2 separate regions of the Mus musculus genome follow, and region 2 is linked to region 1. A link is a contact called in public promoter capture Hi-C data. All regions are on one chromosome and are shown on one strand. The core of a region is the stretch at or near the end of the contact, and the rest is flanking DNA. Distances in the headings are between cores, read along the strand shown.

Evidence for each region. Promoter capture Hi-C pulls out the DNA fragments that hold promoters and counts their contacts.
Region 2: a promoter capture Hi-C map of pre-B cells shows a contact between it and region 1. The contact joins the promoter of Tusc1 here to the promoter of Mtap in region 1. A contact is called at or near these places in 2 of 39 promoter capture datasets (liver and pre-B cells).

Annotation. Positions count from the first base shown.
Region 1 is chr4:89,135,375-89,140,417 of GRCm38.p6, forward strand. Mtap (methylthioadenosine phosphorylase) reads left to right here and starts at 1,996. Exons shown (of 8, transcript NM_024433.2): 1 at 1,996-2,150. The coding sequence starts at 2,118.
Region 2 is chr4:93,331,535-93,337,057 of GRCm38.p6, forward strand. It overlaps Tusc1 (tumor suppressor candidate 1), which reads right to left and starts at 3,977. Exons shown (of 1, transcript NM_026954.1): 1 at 2,614-3,977. The coding sequence starts at 3,886. The coding sequence ends at 3,269.

The DNA.
Region 1 (5,043 bases), core at 746-3,245:
GTGGAGATTCATTAAATGGAGGTGTACGGGTATTGCTTTACTACTGACATAAACACCAGCTCTCACACCAAAGACAGTCTGAGAACTTGTTTTGGACCCAAGCATGAGTGGCCAGGGCAGGGAACACAGATTTAGTTCAACCCAAATTATGTTCCAGGACAGTAACAGTTTCACCAAGTTGTCATAGGAACGGAACAACGACAACAACAAAAGTCACACAGGAAAACACTTTGAATGTATTCCTGAAAACATCACACAGGTGACTTATAGGGAAGGATAGAGTGTAGGCTGCAGATGCTACCGATGAGGCTCGCCTTTGGGATTGGTGGGAGCTAGCTTTGTACACTCCAAAAGATTTACCCAATAGGCACAAGGACAATAAGGCACACAGAAAGGCAGATAGTAAGTACCACTTAGTGGGGCAAGACAGGGCAAGGTAGGCTCTGGGCCAGAAACTTTCCAACTCTCCACAAGCCTGATTAGTTCATCGGCCTCGTCGAATGCGAGTCGAGGGTACCTTTTCTCTGGGAACTTTCAGTTAACACTGCTGAGAAGAAGAAAACAGAATCTCCTTCCTTGGCTCCTTCCCAACCACAGAGAAATTTGTAGCTTTTTCTATATCTCGGGGGACCACCCTTAAGATAGCTGTCACCCAGGGCTGGCGAGATGGCTCAGCTGTTAAGAGTACTGTCTGCTCTTCCAAAGGTCCTGAGTTCAAATCCCAGCAACCACATGGTGGCTTACAACCATCCGTAATGAGATCTGATGCCCTCTTCTAGTGCATCTGACGACAGCTACAGTGTACTTAGATATAGTAATAAATAAACCTTAAAAAATGATAGCTGTCACCCAGGGTTGGAGAGATGGCTCAGGGGTTAAGAGCACTTGTAGAGGTAAATTCGGTTTCCAGAATCTATATCAGGCAGTTCACAGTTGCCTGTTACTCCAGCTTCAGGCTGGGTTCTGGACAAACACACACACACACACACACACACACAAACACAAACACACCTGCAGGTATTTGTGTGTGCATACATATAAATAATGAAATAAACTAAGAAAAAAAAAAAGATAGCTGCTGCCCAGCATTTTGTTTGGCGCAGCTTGTACCATCAAAGGCTATAATGAATTGTCCTAGTAGAGAAGGGATAGGGCCTCTCAGAGAGAGTATCCAGGGGAAAGGTCGCTGGGGTCAGAGTGGGTCTTGCTGGTATTGCATCACAGAGACACAGGTCCTGACCTGAATCCTGCTGTACCGTATGCTGCCCTGGCATAGAAAGTTTTGTTTTAATTTTTGCTTATTTTATTGGAGTGAGGATTGAAGCTAGTGTCTCCTTGGATGCTAGATAAACACTTTAGTGCTGAGCTAAATACCAAGCCCTCTGTTTATTTTTGAGATAGACTCTTAATATTGCTCAAGATGGTCTTGAACTCACTCTGTAACCAAGTAAGACTTTGAACTTGCCATACTGCTTGCTGACCAGACTTCATGAGTGAGTGGGATTACAAATCTGCATCACTAGCCATTGTATAAAGGAATTTTAAAAATGCCCCTTGCTGGTAGCATCAGGCTGGGTGTTGGGGAGGGTCCTGCCTCCTTAAAAGCTCCCCGCCAAACAGAAGCTAAATAAACCAGTTTGTAAATCAGAGCTGTGGGGGGCGGGAATCTCAAGCTAGCACTCTTCAGTTTCCCTCCGCCCTCCCCAAAGCCCAGGAATGCGGCAGGCCCTGATTTTACAGCCCTGGCCACCGGGGCAGCCAAGTCGCCGCAGAACTGGCAGTAATGCGCTACCTCACCATGTTCTTGTGAAACAGTTAAAAGACAAAGTGACAAGCACATCCTAAGTGGCTTTTCTATCTTGATCATAGACTCGCCATCAGGCTGCACAGTAACAACAGAAGCCCCGAGAAGCCGAAAACTCTGCAAGAGGGACGGGAGGCGGGAACCTGATTTGAGGAGGAGGGTGGAGGAGAACAGCCAATCCCGCGCTCCCCGGGAGGAAGAGGAGGAGCCAGAGCCCGTGGGTCCCCGCACTGCTCACTCCCGCGCCACGCCGGCCCCGCAGTCTCCTCCCGGTCCCACGCTGCGGCCCGCTGTGGACTTCCCTGGTGCAGACATGGCCTCGGGCTCCGCCTGCACGGCGGTGAAGGTGAGATCACCCTACAAGCTGTGAATGGGCCAGCCCTGCAGGGTTCCTTCTCGAGCCTCCAGGCTGTGTCCCCAGCCGGAGCGCCCCCCACCCACCGCTCAGCAGGGAGGGGACAGGGCGCGCGGCACCCAGCGCCACCCCGATGTCCCCAGCCTTTGAACTCATCTGCATTCCGGGCCCGAGCGGTGGTAACCGGGGCTCTGATGGGGAGTGGGGTAATAGAAGGGGGAGCGGGATGATGGAGGGGACTGCGCCCCGCTGCCACCCTCTTTTAGTACCACTCCCCCCCAGGCGGGAGCTGGCGCGTGGCTCAGCTCCTGCGGCTGCTGCGTCGGTCCCTCTAGTCTTACGGGACTTAAGCTTCCGCTACTTTGACTAGGCCCACGTGGGAGAGCTGGCACTTGCTCTTTTGCATGCTTCGGCTTCATTTCCCCCTCCAAACTTAGATTTCCTTTTGCTTTGTTTTACCTCGGCAGCGCAGAGCTGAGGGAGCTCTGAGACTTTTTAAATACTGAAACAGAGCGCGGACCGCTCTCAGACTGGAGGCCTCTGTCTTATAAACCGCTTTCCAACCTTGAAAGTTAGAGTTATTTTCTTAGGCCTTAGGTCCCCAGAGATCTGGACACAAGGGACTCTTGTGCGCCGGGAACAGCTGGCCAGATGAGAGCATGAGTTCTGAGAGTTGGAGTGAGCCTCCCTTGGGGAGTTTTAAACACATCCTGATTGATGGGTAGAGAGTGGAATAACGGAGCCCAGGAAACACTGGTGTTTAAGTCCTTTCTAGGCTGTTTATTATTAGCCAAGAACGCAGTTAATTTGATTCAGTTTAGGAATTTCTGACCCATGCTACAGGAAGTGCACAGTTTTCTTCAGGCATCCTTTTGATTGCCTGCAGTGCCGTTTGATGCCCTTGCAAGAGGCCCATCTCTGCATTTAGCCTTCAGCGTGCCAGGGCATTGTATACTGGGGCCCTGCAGGGCTTCATGAACCACTCAGGGTGAGGTTGCTGCATTCGGTCATAGGGGCCAACTTTTTCTTTTCTCCATTTTGAAAAGGATTATTTACATTTATAGAAAGCCATGGTTCCAGTCAGCAGGAACGGGGCAGAAAGGGTCTTCATGTGCAAGGTACAGTAGGTACTTATTTATAAAGTGGAGATTTTAACATATTGTGGGCTGGAAATTTCACTGAGGTAGAGGCCTGTGATTTGAAGATAGATCTATTTGTCATCTCTGTCCCACAATGTGAGTAAAACCAAATAGCTAGAACTTCACACTTAATCAGTCCAGTCAGGATAATACTATCTGTGCAAGGACCAGCATATCTCAACAGAAAGAATTTGCTTTAATCTGGTTAGCCTTCTGCCCAACACACAGTTTCCCTGCAAAATGAATGTGGTCCACTTAAGAGCAGAAAGAGCTATGTAAATATTGAATGATATGTATTTTTTTTATCTTGGCAAGCTTTTGAAATAAAACTTAGAGATATAAATGGTGCTCGGAATACCTGCTGAGTTCTCTTCTTGAGATTGCAACAGGTGAGAACATTGCTAATAAAAAATCATGATGCCAACACCATATTCCACAAACTGCTAAGGCAGCACCCCACATAGAAAACAGGAAGGGTCCCTATCCAGAGCAAAATAACCTATAAAAACGATATCTTAGCGCGAGAGTGAAGTGGCTCCGTCTCTGGAGTGCTTGCTGCCCAAGTGTGAGAACATGAATTTGGACCCTCAGCACCCTTGCTGGGGAGCTGGTGGCAGACACCAGCATCCATAGTCCTGCCAATAGAGAGGCAGACACAGGGAAACTCGGGGTTAACACTAGCCAGCCGAGAATGCCTTTCTCACACACACACACACACACACACACACACACACACACACACACACTGTATTTTATCTGGACATCAGGTAGCATGGATGGATTGTTCATTTGAGATCATAAGAACATAACGATTCTTTCTTACAGATGTGAAGCTGACAGATCAGCTAACGTGTCTCGTACAGGTTCCTAGATAATGACAGACTTACAGCCTGGCACTCCCAGCAAGTAGATGTGAGATATTTCTTGGTCCTTAAACAATAGTTTCATTTGCTTTCCTCTGAGTGGGGAGGAAATAGAGAGCTGGGGCTGCGTGCATACGCAGGCCGCCTCTGCGGAAAACCACTGTATAGGAGGCACGTTTGTGTCCAGCAGGTGGCTTTTGGCATGCACCATTCCATCCGTTTCTGAGAAGCAACTGTTTTATTGTGTACCTCAGTGAGAATATTCCCACACTGGACCCGAGAGGCCTGGACTCTCTTAGGGACCTCTGCTAGGAGGCCAGTGCTGATCACTCCTACTTTGAGCTGTTGTTAGCTTTATGTCACACGCCCAGCTCAGTGCTTGCTCTGTTAATGCTAACTCTGGTACCTTCCTTTGTAAATGGAAATATTACCAGGGGTTCGAGTTTAAATTCAATACCGTTTGGTTTAAGAGATAGGATAGACCATTCAGATGAAAAGCATCCCGTTTTGTAGGGACAGTATAATGCTCATGATCTCGATGTAATCTGTCTACCGGCAGAATCCTACCCAAAAAATACTTATTGGAAACCTGCCAGGCTCTGAGAATGCACAGTTGAGTGAAACAGCATCCCTGTTTTCTTTAAGTTTGTCTTGTATTGGGGCTGGAAGACTAAGTAATATGAGGGAGCTGTCAGGGTCCTGGGAGTGGCAGAAAAGACCTTTAGGTGTTGGTTGTTAGAGGAGAATGGGACTGGCTGGAGGTGATTAAGTCATGGTTATTAGAGCTTCCTTGATGGCAATAAGCACCTTTGTAAAAGGCATCAGGCCCTAAGAGCCACATGGTTCTGCCATTTAAGGGACCATCTATAAACCAAAGAGCTA
Region 2 (5,523 bases), core at 2,727-5,226, 4.2 Mb after region 1:
TGGAACTAATGTTATTAGCATACATTATAAGTTTATTCACTTAGTATTATTATCATTATGTTAATAACATTAGTTGGTAAACCTGTCTCAAAAATATTTAAGTGTGGCAAGAATATCTTTTTGAGTGATAGCTGGTGTAAGATTTTATTTTATATTGGTTTCTTTACCATTCCAATTTCATATGGAGAAAGATAAAATGTATTTTCTCAGAGTAAGAGGTATAAAATCCTATTAAAAGCTAATTATTTTCAGCATACATTTTTTTGCTTATATAATAAGCTATAAAACCTCTCTTCATTGTAAAACTAAGGTAAACTTATGACAATGAAGAGTTCCTTTAGTAAAGTAGTGTATACTGCATTTTTACTTTCATAAAGATTAAACTAGGCCCCTGGTAATTTTTCTAATATTGACTTTATACACTCTTTAAATGACTACATGTTTTGTTATAAGAAGTCATCTTTCATTCTGCAATGTACTTTACCCATGGTCAACATGGAAGTCAGTAAAGTAGAAATGTGATTTAGCCTTCTTCCACTTTATAGGATATGTTGGTTTGAGAATTGTTAACATCTTTTATGAAATGTGCACAAAAGTTAATCTATGTCTGTATTTCATTACACCTTTTCCACCAGTAAATCTGACAAATTTGCTATTTATTCACAGTAAAAACTCACACACTGCTGGTCGTGGTGGCACACGCCTTTAATCCCAGCACATAGGAGGCAGAGGCAGGCAGATTTCTGAGTTTGAGGCCAGCCTGGTCTACAAAGTGAGTTCCAGGACTGCCAGGGCTATACAGAGAAACCCTGTCTTGAAAAACCAAAAAAAAAAAAAAAAAAAAAAAAAAGACTTGGCTATTTTTATGCCAGAAATGCCATCCTCTCATGTTTTACAACATTTTGATGAAGATCTTGTGTTTGTTCACTAATGAGAAAAATAAGTCCTAGAGAAAATAACTAAATTAAAGCTAAATTAACTAAATAAAAGCTAAATTAAAGCTACAGTAAAATACCTGTAGGACATATAATCTTTTCATCTTTTGGGGGGTGGGGTGAGACAGGGTTTCTCTGTATAACCCTGGCTGTTCTGGAACTCACTCTGTAAACCAGGCTGGCCTCGAACTCAGAAATCTGCCTGCCTCTGCCTCCTGAGTGCTGGGATCATCTTATTTTCAAACTCTAATACCTTCTATAAATGATTTACTTCTCTGTAAAAGCAAGAAATGAATGGGGATAGTACGAATTTTCACATACCTTCTATTTCCAGCAAATTCTGATATACTTTAGGCACAAAGGAAGGCTTCAATATTCACAATGGAATATCAATTGCCTATAGGCAATATAGAAAGCATTCTCAAATTCTTTTTAACAGGCCTTAGGCCTTGTTTTGTAATAAGTATTTGAAATGTAGTATTTAGACTTTTTGGAAGTTGCTATACACAGTATATACATATTTCTTAACTTCTCTATTCATTTGCCATCCCCTGTGCCAAACATTTCAACACTTTTGAACCCATGATGTACAAGGGGCTCAGAAACAATACTCCAAAGCTGAGTGTACCTATACTGAACACTTTCAAATAATCTCTTTTTCACCTTCTTTAGGTCTTTCAAAAGTTGTCTCCTCCCACAAACAAGCCATAAAATCCACAATTTTCCTTTTTCTAAGACAAGTTACAGAAACCTTCCTCAAAAGACAGCTATAAAATGTATAAACACTATTTTAAATATCCCATGGTTTCCCATTTGAGACAGTCATAAAGGAAACTTTTGATCTAACTTGATAGTTGACCTAAGATCAACTTTTAGAAAGAAGTCACGATCTGTGCCCAGGGGAAAATGCCATAAAGAGGTCAAGAAGAGAGTAAATAGGCCTTCCTAGATTTTCCTCTCAGTCTATAACTCTTAGTTTATAATTATCATTCACTAACTTCTATAGGGTAACATTCATTCAGTGATGGTTTCAAAAGTTTCCCCTTGGCTTCTGGGGCATGTAAAATTGTAACTATTCTTTTCTCTGAATGGCCTGACTTTTGTTACCAATAATTCTTATGGTGCTTATGGGAAAGTTAGCACATCTTTTTGTTACCACAAGTTTTATCAGGTACATTGGATTTTCTTTACTGTTTAGTAGGCAAATTATGTTGATGGTGGCATAGGCTCATAATCCTAGCACTTAGTAGGCAGCAGGTGGAGGGCTAAGTTCCAGCCCAACCTGAGCTACCAAGCATTACTCAGTCTCAAATGAATATTTCAAGAAAACAAGCTTAGAGCATGTGTTGTTATTCTTTGTTTTTCAATAACAAGAACACAACTGATGCATAATTCACTGGGAATTTTTGTATAATATAGAAGGAATTTAAGATTTCCTGAAGGTTGTAAAAATCAGGCGAAATAATCATGAACTATCTGAATAAGCATTAATGTTCATCTAAAATGTAGTAATAAAACAATCTTCAAACTATCTCGAGTTTTGTCAAGATTTTGTATAATCCAAAAGATTACAAAAAATAAACAAAGACAGATATTAAAATATGTAACATATATAGGCTTAGAGAAACCTATAAAGCTTCAAAACACATCAAATAACAGTCATGGAAATTTTTGATTTCAATGCACCAGTTTATTTATCAGCTCAAATCATCACCTGTCAGAAGATACTCTAAAAAGATCTCTGGAGGCCAACACACGAGAATATATTAAACATATGTGGATTGGAATGACGGGCAATTATAAATATTTTTTTCTTTATAAAAAGGTAGTACTTCATGGGCTATCCAAGTCAGCAATTTACAAAACACACTTAAAAGGTGGGTTGTATAAGAGAAAAGAGCAGAGTTTTTGGACAGTAGAATGAACAGGCATCACCAATCAAATACACTATTCATCCTTCAAAGCATCAAAGATGGGGGGGGGGGGAGGGGTGGCAAAAAAACTGGTCCTCACAACACTTTGAAAACTTCAAGAATTTAGGAGGTGCGACCAGGCACCCAGTTCTTGCTGCTTTAAAGCAGGTCTTAGAGTTGTTGGACCCCTCTCAACACACCAGCAGTGTACTTGGCAGTTGCTTTGCACAAGTGGGAACTGGGAAACTCTTGCTTCTCTTTCTCCATCAGGCCAACGGATTTGGCGCCTGGAAGTGCCCTTGGGTGGGGCTGGAGTTCAGGAGCTCAGGACTTCAAACTTCCGCGTGCTGAGAGGGGCGGAGCCCGGAGTACTACGGAGGCGGGGCGCGCGCAGGTCCCACCTCCCTCCGTGCCCTCGGACTACAGCCAGGGCCTCGGAACGTCCGGATCATGGGCGCACAGGCCGGTGGCAGTTTCTTGGAGCGGTGGCTCCTCGATGGCTCCCGGCGGGCGCGCGCCCTGCTGCTCTAGGTGCAGCTGCAGGAGCGCTCGGCGGTACATGACCTCCAGCTTCTCTAGCCGGGCCCGCAGCGCCCTGGGGCTGCCCGGCTCCTCCTCACGGCCATGGCCTCTCGCCTTGCGGTTGGTGGCGGGCTCGTCCGGGGCGAGGGTCTCGACGGCGGCCTCCCGCTCGCCGCTGTCGCCCGGCAGCCGCAGAGCCTGGCGGAAGAGGCTGCGGTTCTCGCGCCTGAGCCGACGGTTCTCCAGCCTCAGGCGGGCGTTCTCCTCGCGCAGCCGCGCGTTCTGCCGGTCCCGCTCGTCCCGCGCGCGCAGGGCCTCCAGGTGGCTGGCCGCCAGGTCGGCGAAGCGCTCCTCCAGCTGTCGCCGGGCCCCGCCCGCGCGGCCTCGCCAGCCCACGCCGCCACCGCCACCGCCGCCCTCACGGGCCCGGCCCAGGCGGCCCGACTCGCCGCGGCTCCCGCCGCCTTCCCCGCCGCAGCTCCCGCGCCGGGTGGCGCCACCACGCATGCGCCACATCGGTCCGGTCTGGTCGCGCCGCCAGTCCGTGGCCCGAGGGGCCGCGCGCGGGGCGCGGGCGGACTTGGGGCCTGGCTGGGCGCTCGGTCGCGGGCGGAGGAAGAAAGGTGGCAGGCGGTGCTGGCGGCAGGCCAGAGGAGGCCGGGAGTTGGCCCGAGCTGAGGCGTGTCCTTGTCTCTCGCGGCTGAGCGGGCCCCCTGGGCCTGCGGTCGCTGGTCGCCTCACACACGACGCCCCTGGGGAGCGCTCTGCTGCTCAGCCCTGTGTCCGTGCCCGGAAAGCCTTGTCCTCTGCTGGGTGCCGGGTGCCCACCGCTTCCCCGCGGGCCTGGGCACTGCGGGAACACTCCCGCCTTGCCCTGCTCCCCAGCACAGCCTCCAGTGCATACTTTGCGACTTACATGGCAGTCTAGAAACAAAATGAGTTTTGAGACTGCTGGAGAGCTCATTGCGTTTATAGCGTTTGAAACCTATTTGAAACCACGCCCATGTTTAAGAAACACAAAACTTTATTGGGCTGCACCTGCCATGAGGCTCTCTGACTCCAACAGGTAGCACTCCAAATACTGGAGAATTTATGTGTTGAAACTTTACTGGGTCACATCTCAGGGCAGTTCTTAAAATTTATAAACTATAGTTTTATTTATTTGAGATACAGAATATTCAGATGTTTCCAAACAATCTGGAGACGGTTGGATACATACGTTTATGTGAAGCACATTGCTATTTTTTCCTAAGGATCTCAACCTACATAGGCCCCGAATGATGGCAAAGAAAATACATGTTAGTTAGAATCTGTGTTTCAGACAAGGTTCTGTTTAATTTTTAGGTACCACGTGATCTACAAAACTACCACACCAAGGAAATGGACAGGTAGTGCCTAGGAGTACTGTGGTTCAAATTAATTAGAAAAACCAACACTCAGTTATTGTTCTTTAATTTTTCCAGCTAAAATACTAAAATACCACAAATTCAGTTCTAAACAGTCATTTCATTAAATCAGTAACAAAGATATTTCAGAATTTAAGTGAGTTTAGTTTAAGAAAAGGTTGTCATTCTTAATTTACATTAAAATGTAAATTTTAGGCTGTAAACATTGGAGACAGAACCTGACTTCTCTATAGACTACAGAACCAAGAATATGTTGTTAGCATATCCAGACATTGTAGAAGGATGGAATGGTAGTTTGCTAGGAAAGATGATTTGCTCTGGGATTTAGACATGGCAACTCTTTTAAGAGTCTGAATACCTGCATACATCATGATAAAATTATAACAAGAATGTATCACTGTCTACATGCTATAAATTAGGTACCAGCCCATTTTTATTAGCGTTCTTCCTTTTATGTCATTTATAAAACTAGTATTTGCGGTGGTGATGCACGCCTTTAATCCCAGCACTTGGGAGGCAGAGGCAGGCAGATTTCCAGTTAGAGGCCAGCCTGGTCTACAAAGAGAGTACCAGGACAGCCAGGGCTATAGAGAGAAACCCTGTCTCGAAAGAAAACAAAACAAAACAAAACAAAAACCTAGAATTTTACTCGTTTCAAGTTTCAGGTTGTGCTGTTTCTCTTGAATAGTATCTTACAATCAAATGCTTCATTGTCTTTTAATGTTTTACTAAAGAAAATTGGCCCTA